Linked DNA regions of Mus musculus: region 2 is linked to region 1. A link is a contact called in public Hi-C data. All regions are on one chromosome and are shown on one strand. The core of a region is the stretch at or near the end of the contact, and the rest is flanking DNA. Distances in the headings are between cores, read along the strand shown. Region 1 overlaps Plcb4 (phospholipase C, beta 4). Region 2 overlaps Plcb4 (phospholipase C, beta 4).

Region 1 (2,842 bases), core at 121-2,620:
TCACACAGGCACAGAAACTATCTGCAGCTGGAAAAATCACCCCTGCCAGAGCACGAGGCAAACCTAGCTGCTGTGGACAATCTGAAGCAGCCCCATATCCCACAGTTGGGATTAAAGTGAAAATATATTCTTATACCGTTTCTGTGGTTTTAAAAGAAACTAAAATTCAAAAATTCTTACTACACTTAATTCTGCCAGGAAACGGCAAAGAGGTTGATGAGTGACCAGAAATCCACAAGTTCGGTTTGAAGGACAACAGAGAGGGCAGGAGGATGAAGGAGAGGATGGGGGCTGTTGGATTGCCTGGTGGTTTTGAGATGGAGTCAAACACATGATTTAGCCCATAGCCTTTGGAGGAATGCCTGGACTTGAGGCCAAAGATAAAATAGTAATTTAACCCTTAACACTTACCATCATTTAGAATAATATGGATTGTACATACTCTAAAAATATTAGAGATATGTAAGCAAACTGAAGACAGTGTTTTAAAAAATCATTGGATATTTAGTGGGAAACATATTGTGTCATCTTATAGTGATGCTCCAAATATAGTGTCATCATTACGTGTAACATTTGTTTTTATTTTATTTAATGTATATATTCATGTGTATCTGTCTGAATGCGTGTGTATGCATGCCTTGCATGCCTGTGTTCGTGAATGTGTGTGTGTGTTTCTGTAAGTGCATACATCCATGAGGGCAAGATAACGATGTTGGATCCTCTAGAACAGCAGCTATTGTACCAGCTGATCTGGGTGCTTAAATCAATCTGGGGGCCTTAGGAAGAACACCAGGTTTTTCTCGTTCTTCTCTTCTTCTTTCTGATGGACTGAATATACTTTCACTGGTACCTTGAGTATCCATCTGTTCTCCGTTTCTGAGTCCCCTATGCCTGCTCGTAGCTTATCTGCCATGTGTTTGACCTTCACACTGGCATAGCTCAGACAGCATGGCCTCCTTCTCTCTTTTTCTTCTCCATTTTTCCCTTCCAGGCACCTCCTGAGCTTTGCTGCCCCGAGGTTTAACTCTAGTATGATGGTCCATTCTTATTTTATTAATGATCCTAAGGACCCTGATTTGCCCCATAACTTGATCAGATCTCCTGGATCTTAAGTGCCAAGTTCTAGAATTGCACTCAGGCTCTGTGCCCTGCAGGGACTCGTCTGTGTCTCCGTCCTTCCTTTTCTCAGTCTTTGCTCTGGGCTTTCCCTGCTGTCACCTTCTCTTGCTTTGTACCTGACCACACCAAAACTTACTGGCTGGAAACAACAGCCAGCATTTCATGTGTCTGTGGGTTGACTGGTCTCAGCCAGGCAACACGGCTCCGGGAGAGACTGGAGCAGTTGCTCTTTTTGTGGTTGGAGTGTTTGAGATGACTCATTGAACATGAGCAGTTGGCTTCAGGGATGAGCTCAGCTAGAACGTCTCCGGTCTTGTCTGGGCTGCTCCCTCCACGTGGAGTGGTCGGATCACTGAAAAGCACGAGATGCTCAGGAGGACCCTTGTCAAGCGCAAAAGCAGAAGCCACTTAAGAGAGGAGCAGCTGGATGACAAGTCCATCCTCTCTGTTGTTCTTCAAACCGAACTTGTGGATTTCTGGTCACTCATCAACCTCTTTGCCGTTTCCTGGCAGAATTAAGTGTAGTGAGAATTTTTGAATTTTAGTTTCTTTTAAAACCACAGAAACGGTATAAGAATATATTTTCACTTTAATCCCAACTGTGGGATATGGGGCTGCTTCAGATTGTCCACAGCAGCTAGGTTTGCCTCGTGCTCTGGCAGGGGTGATTTTTCCAGCTGCAGATAGTTTCTGAGCCTGTGTGAGGATGTTTGGAATTCTGGGGTCTTTTTAGAGGGTGTATGAATGCTAGGGCCACAAGAGTGGGGTGGGTTGTTGTTATTCGCTATGGGTCATGGATAAGTAGGCATGCACAAAGGAAAACCAAGAAGAAATCGGATATCCTTGCATTCTGAAGGTCACCCCAACCAGAGAGCCAGGTTTGAGAAGAGGGAAAATAGACTTGATTGATATCTTAACAGGATGAGGGCCATATAATTTGTACTACATTTTTTTTTCAACCAAGTCTGCCATGTCTCTTAATATCCTCTATTACCCACTCTGGAAACTTTTAGTTAAGTGTTAATCACCAATTGTCAGTGGCTACTGTGTCTTAGTTCAAATGCTCCCAAGAGACACTAGTGTTTGTTTCTGTCTGCCCAGCAGTCATCTGTGGTTCAGAGGGGCAGGTGTGTGCTACTGAGGGCTCTTGTTTTATTTTGAGACGCTTATGGTAGGCATGTTGTTTCAGAAGAACGATGATCAGTGTTGGCAGATGAGTGGAGATAATTTGCACGCTGAGGATTCTGTGGAGGAACTCACACTGTCTGCCTATCCAACTCCACATTCCTTTACGAGGCCAGAAAGCCCCACCTCACTCTTCTTTCTTCTAACTTTCCTGCGGCCATTCTCTTTCTTGCTTTTCATGATCATGTTGTTGTTATTATTATTATTATTGTTGTTGTTAATGTTGTTACTGTCATTATTGTTGTTGTTGTTAGTTATTATTTTAAGTTTCTTTATTTTATTTTGTTTCTTTTCTTTTTCTTTTTCCTTTCTTTTCTTTTTTTTTTTTTTTTTTTTTTTTTGGACAATATCTTCTAATTATTCAAGACTGGCTTTGAACTTGGCATCCTCCTGCCTCAGCCTGCCCTGTGCTGGGATGATAGGCTTAAAGCACAATTCCAATCTCTTCTTTTGTCCACTGTCCTTCCCTGCCCTCGAAGAAAAGGTTCTCTTCATTTCCTGCTTCTGTCTGCCTGACAACTTCTAACTGATGTCTTTA
Region 2 (2,817 bases), core at 19-2,518, 87 kb after region 1:
ACAAGACTGGCTTTCTCTTCTCCAAGAGTCAACAGATATCCACAACTTCTTAATTAGGGGTAGGAAGTCACTAGCTGTTTCCATTCCAGGCTAGAATACTGACTGCTTTCATCTTGTGCAGGTCTCATGTGGTTAACCACAGCTGGTGTGAATCTGTTTAATTCATAAGTTTTATAAAATATTCTGCCAGCTATTGTCATCTATAAACATACATCTGAGTCAGAATATGTCATCCTGTAACTTCTACACCACACTTAAAATTATGTAATGCAAATACATAATTGAAAGCCGAGAGAAGTAGTCCTAAAGTCTGTAAAGTCTGAAGGTAAAAAAATGTGTGTGTGTGTGTGTGTGTGTGTGTCTCTGTGTGTGTGTGTGTGTGTGTGTGTGTGTGTGTGTGTGTGTGTGTCTGTCTGTGTCTGTGTCTGTGTCTGTGTCTGTGTCTTTATGTTTTGAAGTTTTGAAATTGGGTCGGACTCCATTAGTTTAGGCCAGCTTCTAACTTGTGGCGATCCCCCTGCCTCAACCTCCAAAGTGCTAGATTTCTAGTTAAGAGTCATCATGCTTAGCTTTGTTTTAATGATAAGTGGTAGATGCTTTAGCTATCCATGGAGAATACTTATTGATCTGCTGTGGTAGGCAGGGATGAGCAGGTTTTTCATTAGGAGCTCAGTAGCATGGGAGCCAAGTTTTGTGAATAATTTCAACAATGTTTATTGGGAGACTAGTTTGTCCTACAGAGAATGGTGGCCTTGGACACAGTGGGGATGCCAAATGTACCTCAAGCCAAGGTTTAGAGAATCTGGGTATGCAAGGAAGTGCTGGGGTGAGTGAAATGTAAATGGTAGAAGGGTCTAAGGTACAAGAAGTCGTCTGTGGGTATGACAGTGGCATACTCTGCTTTAACATCCAACTGTGGGACAGTTTGCTGTCACCTTCAGTGTAGGCAATCAGCTCAGAGCACAGGATGGTTTCCCTATGTAATAGTCTGTTTTGCACCCGACCTTAGCCTCTGTGTTGGTTGATGAAGGCTGCTGGGCTTGGGTAGAGTCATTTCTCTGTGTGTACACCTCTTAGCGTACAGGTGCATTGCCAAGCAGGAGCCTGGGGAATAGCATGTCCTTTGATTTCTAAAGCAGTGGGACCTTGCCACACCAGTCCTTTCCACAGATGGTGGTGTCACCAAGCAGTGGATAGCTGCTGTCTTGACTGGTTTTCATAGCACATTCCCTGTCACTGTGATTTTCCAGGGCATAAAAGGAAAGAGGAAGTTGTTAGTAGTTCCTCATCACTGAACCTTTTAGTCCATTTTCCATGCTATAAATGGTGCCACTCAAAGGCAGATCATATTTAAAGGAGTTGATGAGTCATCTTACAATGTGTCCTGTTGTGCCTCCAGAGAGCCAAGTTCTTCACCTACATTGAAAAAAAACCTTTGATAGGGAAACATTTGTATTTCCTAAATAAGAGTTTTATGTGCACACGGCTTTAAAAAGAAAACAGCAAAGATGACATAATAAAATGCACTGATTCCTGTCCCCCTGTCTCCCCCCCACCCCCCCACCGTGCTAATCCTTGTAGGTAAATGGCCTCTGTAAACATTTCTGTTTGGAAATCTTCTGGCAGTCATTGCTATAATTTGGGTTGCGTCTGCCTTCTAATATTGACCAGGTGGATGGTGGAGCTATTTAGCAAATGGATATTTCATGAATATTTAACCCTACATAGTGAGTTCCAGACAAGCCAGAGCTACACAGTGAGACCCTGCATTTAAAGAAAAGGTGTGTGATTTTAATGATAAGAAACCAGGGAGCTCAACAATGCCTGTGTGCTCGGCTTCTTGGGGATATGGTTCAGAGGACTGACTATGACTGTGCTCTTGGAACAAACTTGTCAGGAAGTGTCCCCAAAGATATGCTTTGCAGTTGTGTGCTCAGTGACTTGGCAGAATATTGTTCTGTAAAGCCCACAATATACCCTTAAGAATACTATGTTTCTCTGCTTCTTTTCTATCTGGCTGGCCCTTCTATTCTGCGTGGTGTCTGAACAGTCAAGGACTTGAGCCCTGGCATGCCCAGTGTGCATGGCTGTATTACCCCAGCGTTTACACATTTGCTGTCCAATAAGCATAATGGAGTAGTCTCTAAGCTCTTTCTTGTTATATTGCCAGCTGCAGCCAGGGCCACCTACTGCAGCCAGTTTCTGGTCTACTGTGTTTCTTGCTTTGTGATACTGCTCTGTAGCATGTATCACCCCTGATTTTCTGTCTCTGACTTCTATTCTTGTCTGCTGTTGACACTTTCTCTTCTTTTGCATGGCTGATCACTTCTCTGACTAATTAATTATATTTTTGTTTTGTTGAGGTCCTCACAGAATGCTAAGAGAGTCAGGGTAACCAAAAAAATATGAATTCTACCCAACAAGCCTGCCTGGCCATCATCTTCTTCCTTTATTGTCTGCTCTGATGGACCGGTACACGTCATTTTTGTTACTGCGTGTCCTTTTGGTGGCCAAGTGTTGTTGAATTCACAGAAATCTGCTGGAACAGCCAGAAGGCATCCTCTATTTCCCTTCTCATCTGCTTATGGAAGGAAAGAGAATAACCCATAAAAGAAATATTCAGAAATACTCAGACACAGGCAGTTTTCTGTGAGACATAAGCAAAATAGTAATTAAATGAAAAATTAAGAAATTTCTCCTGGTTTTAGGCTTATTATTTCACTACAAGGGTGGTGTTTCCTTGAATGACACTTGTCTGCCTTTCTTGATACCAGCAATGATTTTTGGCTGCAGTGAAAGCAGACACCCTCCCCTCTG

The links. Hi-C and Micro-C count contacts between places; a contact is called where the count stands out from the background.
Region 2: a contact with region 1 is called in a Hi-C map of bone marrow-derived macrophages, with 39 read pairs. The contact joins two enhancer-like sites. A contact is called at or near these places in 4 of 484 Hi-C or Micro-C datasets (bone marrow-derived macrophages, brain and cortical glia) and 1 of 9 other capture datasets (adipose tissue).

What each region holds. Positions count from the first base shown.
Region 1 is chr2:135,736,336-135,739,177 of GRCm38.p6, forward strand. The region is part of intron 1 of Plcb4 (phospholipase C, beta 4); the gene reads left to right. Among named protein-coding and RNA genes, the nearest start is that of Gm14210, 75 kb to the right of the region's middle. Within about 2 kb of position 1,371, at least 67 of the 459 cell types and tissues checked have an H3K27ac peak or open chromatin away from gene starts, as enhancers often do. A contact at or near this core is called in bone marrow-derived macrophages, where this site is marked.
Region 2 is chr2:135,823,728-135,826,544 of GRCm38.p6, forward strand. The region is part of intron 3 of Plcb4 (phospholipase C, beta 4); the gene reads left to right. Among named protein-coding and RNA genes, the nearest start is that of Gm14210, 12 kb to the left of the region's middle. Within about 2 kb of position 1,269, at least 22 of the 459 cell types and tissues checked have an H3K27ac peak or open chromatin away from gene starts, as enhancers often do. A contact at or near this core is called in bone marrow-derived macrophages, where this site is marked.